3 separate regions of the Mus musculus genome follow, and all the other regions are linked to region 1. Evidence: chromatin contacts called from public ChIA-PET and promoter capture Hi-C data. All regions are on one chromosome and are shown on one strand. The core of a region is the stretch at or near the end of the contact, and the rest is flanking DNA. Distances in the headings are between cores, read along the strand shown. Region 1 holds the start of Phf8 (PHD finger protein 8). Region 2 holds the start of Gnl3l (guanine nucleotide binding protein-like 3 (nucleolar)-like). Region 3 holds the start of Tsr2 (TSR2 20S rRNA accumulation).

The links. ChIA-PET counts read pairs in DNA pulled down with a chosen protein or histone mark. Capture Hi-C pulls out chosen DNA fragments and counts their contacts.
Region 2: a contact with region 1 is called in an RNA polymerase II ChIA-PET map of memory CD8 T cells, with 31 read pairs. The contact joins the promoter of Gnl3l here to the promoter of Phf8 in region 1. A contact is called at or near these places in 1 of 39 promoter capture datasets (hippocampal neurons), 2 of 484 Hi-C or Micro-C datasets (B cells and CD4 T cells), 2 of 115 datasets of contacts at active chromatin or transcription factors (effector CD8 T cells and memory CD8 T cells) and 1 of 9 other capture datasets (adipose tissue).
Region 3: a promoter capture Hi-C map of liver shows a contact between it and region 1. The contact joins the promoter of Tsr2 here to the promoter of Phf8 in region 1. A contact is called at or near these places in 2 of 39 promoter capture datasets (the 3T3-L1 cell line and 3T3-L1-derived adipocytes), 1 of 484 Hi-C or Micro-C datasets (uterus), 2 of 115 datasets of contacts at active chromatin or transcription factors (astrocytes and memory CD8 T cells) and 2 of 9 other capture datasets (liver and pancreatic islet).

Annotation. Positions count from the first base shown.
Region 1 is chrX:151,519,081-151,522,743 of GRCm38.p6, forward strand. Phf8 (PHD finger protein 8) reads left to right here and starts at 1,592. Exons shown (of 22, transcript NM_001113354.1): 1 at 1,592-2,357; 2 at 3,308-3,496. The coding sequence starts at 3,399.
Region 2 is chrX:151,015,748-151,019,410 of GRCm38.p6, forward strand. It overlaps Gnl3l (guanine nucleotide binding protein-like 3 (nucleolar)-like), which reads right to left and starts at 1,575. Exons shown (of 16, transcript NM_198110.2): 1 at 1,454-1,575.
Region 3 is chrX:151,094,724-151,098,386 of GRCm38.p6, forward strand. Tsr2 (TSR2 20S rRNA accumulation) reads right to left here and starts at 1,820. Exons shown (of 5, transcript NM_001164578.1): 1 at 1,706-1,820; 2 at 1,442-1,532. The coding sequence starts at 1,789.

The DNA.
Region 1 (3,663 bases), core at 342-2,841:
TTGTATACAGTAGTATTAAACTTTGTTTTTGAGCTGTGATTTCATGTATCCCAGGCTGGCCTAGAACTTTTGTAAATAAGGATGACTTTGAACTTTGGGACCTCCTGAGTACATGGGCTACCACCCAAGGCTTATGCAGTTCTGAGAATTGAACACTGGGGGTTTGTGGATGCTAAGCAATATCCTACCAACTGAGCTGTATTGAGGGCCTTAGCAAATCTTTATATATCCTCTTAGACTCCCTGCAGCATAGCTTACAACAGCAAGCAGCCCATGAGGCTTAGCTTATTTTACTCTTCATTTTCTTTCCTCCCTTTTTCCTTTCTTGTTAAAGTTGTCACTCTCTTGCCCCATTCTCTCAGATGGTTTTTAAAGAGTTCTCCACCAGATAATAATCACAGCACTCAAGAAGCCGAGGCTGAGGTGGAAAGGAAAGGAGAAATGAGGAAACAAGAAGAGGGAAATTATTTTTCTCTGACAAGGACACTTTTGTCCCTGTATATGTTTGCCAGAAAACTGTTTTACACATATTCTTTTTTTCCACGCCACTCTTCCTCTTTTGGTAAGAAAATATTTTTTTCTAAAATTTCTTTATTTTTATGTTATGTGCTTTGGTGTTTTACCTGCATGTGTGTCTTATGTGAGGGTGCCAGGCCCCCTGTTACAGACAGCTGTGAGCTGCCATGTGGGTGTTGGGAATTGAACTAGGTCCTCTGGAAGAGCAGCCAGTGCTTCTAACCTCTGAGCCATCTCTCCAGTTCCAGAAAACAACTTTTAATACAGTTTATTCTATAAAGTAATGAGATCCTGCAAGAAAGTGATACAGCAAGAGAACTAGGGATATTTCATTAATGTCTGAAGAAAAAACAAAATCAAACAGTGCCACCTTAAAGCAGTCAGAAAATCCTGGTACAGATATATGGAAAGCCGTGAACTGATTTTTGCTTCTCATGGAATTGAACCTGCATGGTTCATGACAGAGACCCTGGGAAGAGCCTGCTGGGGGAAAGAGGTTTTTTTGTTTTATTTTGTTTTTTTTAATTCCCAGGCTCTCAGATCACTTTCCTTCTCTAAACCTGTTTCTTCATTTGGTGATAATCGCAGTTTTTTTCCTCTCACAGAGTGAAAGATTAAATGATAACTCCAACCGTGGGAAAAGGACCTCGTCCACTATCAGGGCTCAATGGACAGGAGCCTATCCCCCAAGGCTGAAACCCGCCCCCGCAGCCCTATGTAACACTTCTGCCGCCCGGAGCCACGGACCTCACCTCCTCTCGGAGGAGGAGACTAGCGAGGGGCGGCGAGTGCTAGGGGGGCGGGCGGAGGAAGGTGCGGGTTTGGCTTTTTTTTTTCCAACTCCGTGTTTACCCGGGGTTACGGAAGACTTACGCTCCAGGCCCCACTCAAAATGGAGCCAAACTACCGCCTCGCCTAAGATGGCGGCTCCTCCGCCTATCAGCTCAAGGTCTTATGCGCCATTGGGCCACCTAGACGAGGCGCAACATCCTAGGCTCCCTCAAGGTGTCGCCCCGCCCCATGACGTCACGCAAGAGCCGCCGGCTTGACGTGCCGGGCTCCACCTTCACCTCCCGTGCCCGAGCCTCGTAAGATGGCGGCGGGCTCGTCTCTTTCCCAGAACGCCGCCACTCTCAATATGGTAGCTGTTTACCATATCTCTCCACCCCTCTCCGCCTCAACTGCCTCGCGATTTTGAATAAACTTTATTGATTGCTTTGAATCTCCTACAACCCCCCGAGAGTGGCTTCTCCCGGCGACCTCTCCGGCGGTCTTTCTCCAGCCGCCGCAAGCCTGTCTCGCGAAGGGGGCAGCGACAAAGCCACTTGCCAGTGCGCCCGGCGGCCCCGACCCCGACCCCCAGCCCCGGCTGAGACCTCGGTCTCTAGAAGGCTCTGAGGGCCAGACGGTGGGAGGGCTGAGGTGGACACTGCCCGAAAGCCCCGTCAGAGCCCGGGCACTGCGTGACGCGGCATGTGGTTTCTAGGAGAAGGCAAGTCAGCTTCACAGTTTGGCAGCGGCAATCCCAGCATTCAGCGCGCGCCGCCTCGGGCCGGAACTGCCCGGCCAGCCTGTGCTTAGCGCAGAGCTGGGTTGCCCCGGAGCGAGCCCAGCGGCAGGCGAGTCTCTGGGGCTGAGCTCTGTTCCCTGAGGACTTGCCCCCTGCAGCCTCGGGCATGAAGAGAGCTCTGTAGCGTTTGGGACCGTGGACATTTTTTATCAGGTTTGGGGCATAAAAAAGGTTCCTGTCAGTGTGTGTGTGGGGAGGCGTAGAGAGCTCCTCGTAAGTTTTGGGGGCTGCAAGCAAGCTGCGTTCTAATTTAAGACGAGACGTCTGTCAGGTGAGGGGTCCAGCCGAACCCTCGGCGGTCGGAGGGGATTGCAAGGCAATGCCTGCCATTTGGAGCTGTGGAGGGGAAAACAAATTCTTCGCTTAGTTTCGCGGCGGCGAGGAGATTCTAGTGGGTTTCCTGGGGCTTCGAAGAGATCCTTTTCAGTGTCAGGGGGGGAGATGAGCTCCCTGTCAGCTTTGGAGTGGAGGACGAAATTGCGGTTTATTTCATTTTGGAGCAGAATGAGACTCCTTACTGCTCGGGAGGGAATGATACTGAGAATGACGAAAAGGATCATTTAAACTCTCCCAACGCGATCCCAGGACTGTGATTTGAGTTGGGTGCCTAGTCTTGTTTGTCTTGTTCCCGAAGGCTTTGGGGGGTGGGGTGGGGGGGCGTAATTCGGAATAACCTGCGGAGACCTTCAGGGATTTCCGCATCTCTGCTTCTTCCTATTTTGGGGGGCTAGACAGGGTCTCTGGTCTCTCCCTCAGCTTCCCTCTTCCCAGCCTCATCCTTTATGCCGCGGTTTGCGTCATAATAAAGGGAGCTGAGAGTCCTGGGAAGCAAGAGGGCAGTGAAGAGAGGGGGTTCAGTGAGGGATTAAATAAGCTTCCCGAAAGCTTTCAGATATTTACATGAAACCCGGAAAGAAGTTGTCACTGACTTCAGGGCCAAAGAAGGTAGGGGTCTGGGGGAGGCGTTTGGAAGGCAGGGCAGAGCAGATAGCAGAACGTTCTTGCTGTTCTTTCCAAGTGAAAGAAATCCTGAAGGGTGGGTGGACTTTCTCCACTTAACTCCTGCACTCTCACCAGCTGTGTTGAGTCCTGGCTCGGTTACTCCCTTTTTCAGAACTGGAGGTTGGTACCCAGGGGGTGGGGTGGGGGCGGAGACACGGAACGATTTGGAAACCCGGGGCCGGAGGAGTCACTTGGTAAAGAAGTGTTGTTTGTGTCTAGCCATCGTCTAGAGAAGGCGCTTGTTGCTGCCTTCAGACCCAGTAAAGCTTCAAAACTGGCACGGCGCAAAACGATCCAACCCCCTGTGAAGATGGCCTCGGTGCCTGTGTATTGCCTCTGTCGACTGCCTTATGATGTGACCCGCTTCATGATCGAGTGTGACATGTGCCAGGACTGGTTTCACGGCAGGTAAGAAGGGCAGGCCAGGCTGGTCAGGGAGCATTGGCCAGGTGTGTTGTTTTCACTTGCTCTCTCCTCCTCTCAGCCCTGTTTTCTACCTACTGCTCAGAAACTAGCCCCTCCGTCAATTTACTAGACCTAGGTTTTTCTATCGCTCCTTGCCCAACAACTAGGTC
Region 2 (3,663 bases), core at 325-2,824, 500 kb before region 1:
TATATTCCCCAGTACAGGGGAACGCCAGGGCCAAAAAAATGGGAGTGGGGGGGGGAGAGAAGTGGGGGGGGTATGGGGGACTTTTGGGATAGCATTGGAAATGTAATTGAGGAAAATACGTAATAAATTTTAAAAAAAATCAACAACAAAAATTAAGAGGCTGGAGAGATGGCTCAGTGGTTAAGAGCAGTTAAGAGCACTGCCTGTTCTTCCAGAGGTCCTGAGTTCAATTCCCAGCAACTATATAGTAGCTCACAGCCATCTATCGTGGAATCCGATGTCCTCTTCTGTCATACAGGTGCACATGTAAATAAATAGAGCATTCATATACATAAATAAATACAATTTTAAAAGTAGAGAAAATCTGAGCTCCTATTCTATGGATGAGGAGAGATTTCGAATGCACTGCATTGTAGGATGATCAGTGATATCACTGGCTTTCTGGGCTAAATGGGAGGGGGGAGTTGTCTGCATCTCTACTGCTCAGATGCCCCCTCTCTTGGTCAATCTGGTGATTATAAATCATTTGGAGGGTGGGGTTCTGTCTCTACCTCAAAAGGGAAGAAAATAAACCTGAGTTTCTCTACCCTGAGGGTCTACTTGAGAGGCATAGCATTATCTCAGTGGACTAAAGTCTGTTCCCAGGTACTGTAAGCCAGTTTGGGTGGGCCTTTACTACCGTCAGAAAAACAGCAATTCTTTATGGGGTAGCTATGGGGGTCTAATTTTCCATAATGAAGGGGGAGGGGTAAATCTGTGTGGTTGCCCATAAGTCTCTGTCTCCAATGATTTTGAGGGCTGATGGTGTCTGGTGACTGGTTACAAGGGTAAACATGAGAAGGGTGGGTCTCTACGTTAGGAGCTCTCTTCCTCTAGATATTACACAATTCTGAGCTCCCCTATCGCAGTATGGAGATGGACAAGCCCCGTTAAAGACCTATGCCTTAATAAGCCAGAAGTCGGCCTGCTCAACCTTGTATTGGAAATTATTTTCTTATAGGGCAGGGATGATATCATCCACCATTTGATGGGTCGACACACCTGTCTCCATTACGCAATGAAAGTATAAACGTAATAGACCTTCTCACACATGGATGGGGGCGTCTGTCTACATGGGAGAAATGGCAGTAATGCGAAATGACGCCCAAATATCCTGAAAGGCGGAGGGCAACCGACATTTTGTCTCATACGCATGGTCAGTGCCTCTCTACATAGCCAGGATGCATCTTTAGAGCCTCTCTAGGAGGCCGCCAGAATGCAGTTCAGCGCATCGCCACATGTGGAGCTATCCGTATCCCTCTTCCAGGCCCTTCTACTTTACAAGAGAGCCAGCTTTTCACCTCTCTAGTCCAGGATGGCGAGCATCTCTGGTTTCACCTTTAAAAAAACAATCTTTACTATACTGCTGGCCTGGTGAGCACTCACCACGAAAAAAAAGAGAGTAGTCTCTTACCTACACTTCCGGCAGGGACCTCGGAGAGCTGTTAGAAGCACAACGTCGCCAGTCCAGGAGTGCGCAGCTAGGCTCCGCCCAGACTTCCGGATCCCAGCCCAGCTCTTTGCTCCGCCTAATTTGCGTAAGACGCAAGGGCGGAGTTTCGATATAATTGCTGCGCCGCACAGTCCCGCCCCCGCTCCCACGCTGGCCCCGCCTCCTGGCTGCCGGCGGGTAAAGAAATAGCGAAGAGGGGGGCGGGAGCCTGGCGATGGGAGGGGGGGCAGTTGTGTGTATCTGTGTCTTGTTTGTGTGTGTGTGTGTGTGTGTGTGTGTGTGTGTATACTCATGTGGCCACAAAAGCTATTTGTAAGACGAACTCTTTTGTGCGGCTTCCTGGCTAGGGTTAAGGATGTATCTTCTCTAGTCTGTTACCAAAGTAATCACTGGCAGCATTAGATGAGGGTAGGGGGCAATAGTTTGTCCTCCTGGAAGATGGCGACAGACCGGGTGCGAGAAAATGGCCGCCGGAATCACGTGTCTATTTGGCTGCGTATATCCCACCTGAAATGAGTTCGCTGTTTTCAGCAGCTTTCCAGTCTCACGGGACTCTAAAGCATAGCAAGGCTCAGCCGGGAGCAGCAACCGAAACTCTTTGGAATTGTCACTCACCGGTTTACCCTCTTCTCCCTCATGTATGATTCCTGTGTCTGCAGAAAATAAACCTATCTCTAAAGCGAGGGTAGGTAAGGGTGTCTTTAATAACCATTTCAGGAAACTTCTGACTTGACTGGGAAGTGAGATAACCCTCCAAAAAGCGTAACTATTAATTTAATTCCTTCCTGGTCATTTACTTCCAGTCCTTTCCCTCTCCTCAAGTCTAAACCTTAAGGGTGGGGGTTGGGCTAGGTAAGGCAACCACCCAGAACGTGTGTTCTTCATCTGCAACTCATTCCTGCTGAAAACAAGCCCTTTTGCTCTCCCTCCCCTTATAGTACAGGATTGGCTGCTACCTTTCTCTCTAGACCCCAGATTCTTCTGGACCCCCAAAGTAGCCATAGTATTTACAGGCTCTATTTACCTATTGTAGCTCTATGAAATTTCTAATACCAGCGTTTTTATGACTCCCAGTTGAGTAAGAATCACAGCATCCTTTATCACAATACTACACTGTAGTAGGTTTTTTTCTTAAATTTTTTGTAGATTTGTTCTAGTTTGTGAGTTTGCTGTTATGTGTGTGTGTATGTATGTGCACCATATACCTTCCTGATGCATGTGGAGAGCAGAAGGATGCTTTGGATCCTCTGAATCTGGAGTTGCTGATGGTTGTGAGCCATCTGCATGTGAAAGCTTGCTGCTGAGCTCAGGTCGCCGGCAAAAGCAACAGGCTCTCCTAACTGCTGAGCCATCTCTCCAGTCCCTGTACACTATAGTTCTTAATGTGGCTTCATCACCACAGGAGAGAGGACTCCTCAGAGAAATGACAGTTCATCTTTGAACTCTCATAGAAACCCAGTACAAAACTGGCTGGAAGCAAATTTGTCAACTGAAATTAAGAGCTGCACCACAAGTCAATGGGGATTGAACAGTTTAATAGGTAGCATTGGGAAAATTGGATCAGGATAAAGAGAAATATAAATGCCAGGTATGGTAGTACATCCCCTGAGTACAGAGTCTGAGATTGGAGGATCAGAAATTCAAGATCATCCTGGTTTGCACAGGCAGAGTGATTTAAAAAGGAAATTCATGATTTTGAAACAGAATGTCTTCTAGCCCGGGATGTTCTCAGAATCTCTGTATCGCAGGATGACCTTGAACTTCCTGATCCTTCTCTGTGCAGCTCTGGAATAATAAGATTAGAAGCCTGTGCCGCCACACCCAATTTAAATGTATGCCCTGCAGTGGATCCAACACAATACCTTTTGCATGTTAGACAAGCACTGTACCATCTGAGCTACATCCCCAGTTCAATCTTAAATGATTGTCTCCAGGAGGAACAGCAAAGTATGGAGTACAGATGAAAGAGAGTTTATGATACAACACAACCTGTAAAGTAATACAAGCTCATCGGTTGCATGAAAAACACAGAAACAGAATGAAGATAAAATTTGCAAATAATCTCATTTTTTCCATTAGTGCTTTTCAAAATGTGATACTTGGACTACCAGAGGATCTTAGAAATGCAAATTTATGCATCAAACCCAATTTTCTCAACTAAAACTCTGGCT
Region 3 (3,663 bases), core at 570-3,069, 420 kb before region 1:
AGAGGCAGGTGGATTTCTGAGTTCAAGGCCAGCCTGGTCTACAGAGTGAGTTCCAGGGCAGCCAGGGCTACACAGAGAAACTCTGTCTTGAAAAACCTAAATAAATAAATAAACTCCAGATTGTGAAATTTAATACTAAAAGTGAAAAATGCTTAATTCTTATGACATACTAAAATATTTTGGAAGAGGATTTTTGTTGTATTTATTTCATGTGCATGTTGTTTTGATTGCCTGTGTGTGCACTGTGTGTACCTGGTGCCCAGATAAGGACAGAAAGATGATATCAGAACCCCTGGAACTGGAGTCATAGATAACTATGAGATACCATGTAGGTGCTGGGAACGGAACCGAGGTCCAATGCAAGAACAAATGCTCTTAACTGCTGAGCCATCCTTTCAGCCCTGTGTTACTTATTTGTTAATTACATGTATGTGCATGCACATGTGTACAGATGAGGAACATTTTGGATCCTCTGGCGCTGGAGTTACAGGTGGTTGTGAGCTGAGAACCCAACTCAGGTTAGGAAGAGCAGGACGCACTTTTAACAGCTGAACATTTCTCCAGCCCCTTCTTTTATCATAAGGACAACTTGGGGATATGGAGCTTGAAACTTAGAGCAATTCCCCTGTCTCCGTCTCCCTGGTGCTAGAATCACAAACATGGCCCATATGCTAGACCTTGGATATGAATTTAATAACACTATAATATTTGCTTCTTTCATTCATTTATTCATTTGTGGTAGTATGAGTAGTGTAGAGCCTCACATGTGTGTAGTAAGCAAGCACTTCCATTGAGCTATATCTCCAAGTCTTTATATTATTTTTATTATGAGACAAGGTTGTGGTGAATCTGAACTTGAGGTCCTTTTGCATCAGGAATATGAGAGTACATGCCTGCACCACAGGGCCTGGCTGCCTTTTATTTATCAGAGGTACTGCTTTTAGTTTTGGTGGCACCAGGGTTGGAGCCCAGGGACACGAGCAGACTAGGAAAGTGCTCTACCACTGGGCTACACTCCTCACCCAACAATTTTAAAATTATATTTACTTGTGTAGGGAGAATCAGAGGACACCTTAAGCGTGTACCAGTTCTCTCCTTCCATGTTGTCCCAGCTATGAAATTCGGACTGTTATGCTTGTTGGCCTTTGTCCACGGAGCTGTCCCCCACCCCTCATCCAGCAATTTTAAGTTACAAGATATGACTCGAATAGTTCTTTTCGTCGGATCTTTCCATAACCATTTTAGAAAGTAGGAAAATGACTCTCTGGAAGGCAAAATGCGTTCTCCAGCATAATAGCATTTGAGTGTCATTGCCTCTAAGGCACTCTAAAGACACAATTCTGATCTCAAAGTCACGATTCATTCATCAAACGCGGGCTCTCTACGTCGAGGCTCTGCCACGCCACACTGCGACAGACAGCAACACCTCACATTCACTCACCATTGGCGATGAAGTAATCCTCCACTGCACCCCCTAGCCACTCGGCCTTCTCCTGGCTGTGCACGCCCCCGAAGCCATTCTCCACAGCGATCTGTGAACACAGGCCCAAGCCAACCATGACAGCATGGAAACCAGAACGGCGTGGCCTGCCGGGGCCTGGGAGTCTGCCGCTTACACCGCCCAGCCATGGCTCTGGCGCCTCGCCTGGTCAACTTCTATTTTGTCACAGCCTTAATCGTGACCCCCCGCCAGGACCTCACTTACCTGTAAAGCAGGCCAAGCCTCCAGCGCAGCTCGGACTGCAGCTCCGAAGAGCACACGCACATCTTCAGCGGCGCCCGCCATCATCCGTTTAGATCACGTGGCTCCCAGGCAGCCCAATCGCTAGGGCGACCTCACCAGGCAAAAGGAGCCAAAAGCCGATTCTCAGAACGTGGTTTAGTTTTCTGCCAATCTGGCTGGCAGCAAGACCAGAACAGTGGGAAACGCCATCAGTGGTAGATGCTACCACTTACCACAGTAAATCCTAATAATTAAAGGAGAACCTGGAGCAGAGTACTTAGGAAGCATAGCTGAAATAAAGAGGAAAGGAGAAAAGAATAGCGAGGGCGAGAAAACCTACATTTGCGAGGCTCAGCAGATAAAGGCAATTGCCTCCAAGCCTGAAGAACTGAGTTCAGTCCCTGAGCCCTACAGGATGGAACTAGAGAACCGATTTCTGCAATTTCCTCTCACCTCCACATGTGTTACACGGCATTCACAGGCGCAGGCACTCCCACACACAATAAATAAATGTAATTTTAATTTTTTAAAAATAATTATTTTATATATGTGAGTACACTGTCACTGTCTTCAGAGACACCTCAGAAGAGGGCATCGGATCCAATTGCAGATGGTTTTGAGCCACCATGTGGTTTCTGGGACTTGAACTCAGCTCAGGACCTCTAGGAAGAGCAGTCAGTGCTCTTAACCGCTGATCCATCTCTCCAGCTCCAACAATTCATTCTTGAGTCAAATATGAGTGACCATGTCCAGGATTCAGGTTGTCCAGAAAGATATTTTCTTTTGTGGAAGTGGTCAAATGACATTTTAGTAGTTACAGAACAAAGAAAGTCCTAAGTCAAAGCATTTACTAAATCTATTGATAGAGACTACAGGTAGTGGGATGAGGAAATTTCTGCTTAGGTTTCAGATACTGTCTGATGACATTCTTAGCTTTTGGATTCATAGATGCTCGCTGTTAAGTATGTATTTGAAAAGTTGTGATAACCACGAGATTTCTCGTTCAGATTCAAGGGAAGACAAGGAATTGTTTTCAATGGGATTAAAAGTAGCTCAAGGTCATTTGTCTCTCCTCTGTAACATTTTTACTCACCCCAACCACAAAGCTCCGTCATTTGGTCCTATAGAACGGTCCATACAGATGTACCTGTTCTTTTCTCTAGGAACTTCAGTTTCCACTGTGTAGCCATGTCTGGTATTGGACTCTTACCACACTCTCCTAAATTCTAGGACTAATCACACACCACCACACTTAGCACAGAATATAGATTTTTCTGAAGTTCACAAGAACATTCTCCAAGACACACCATGTAGTATTCCACACAACAGCGTTTAGTATGTTTTAAGGACTAAGGGCTGATAATGTTTCTATCTACCTTGCCAGCATACTGGGGTCCTGGAGTTTCATCCCAAGACCACAAAAGAAAAAAAAAAAAAAAAGAAAGACTGCAAAGCAAAATTAGAAATTAGTAAGAGAAAGAAACATGTGAAATCCATAAATTTGTGTAACCTTATGGACTCTATTTTATGGAAATAGGTCAAAGGACAAAAACAAAGGGAAATTGGAAAACACTATGAAATGAACCTTGAGTGTTGTAGCTGAAGTACTTAGGGGACACATTTTTAGCTTGCAACAAAAATGTTTGAGCTGTAAATATTTAGAAAGAGCCCATGGGGGAGATACAGCCCACCACTGCCCTCAGCAGTCTGAGGAGTTCTGTCCTCCTTCAGGTAAAGCCAGGCCTTTGATTACACTGCAGGAAAGAGGTTCAGGATAAGCCAGCATTGTGATATGATCATCCAGTGTTATCTGATTGTTAGGATCATTATGATATATGATAAGCAAAGTTAATGAGATTTAACTACAAGCGTTTAGAGAACACATTAAGCTCTGTAAGCATTTAGAAAAAGGAACAGTTAGCAAAGGAAGCATTTGTTCT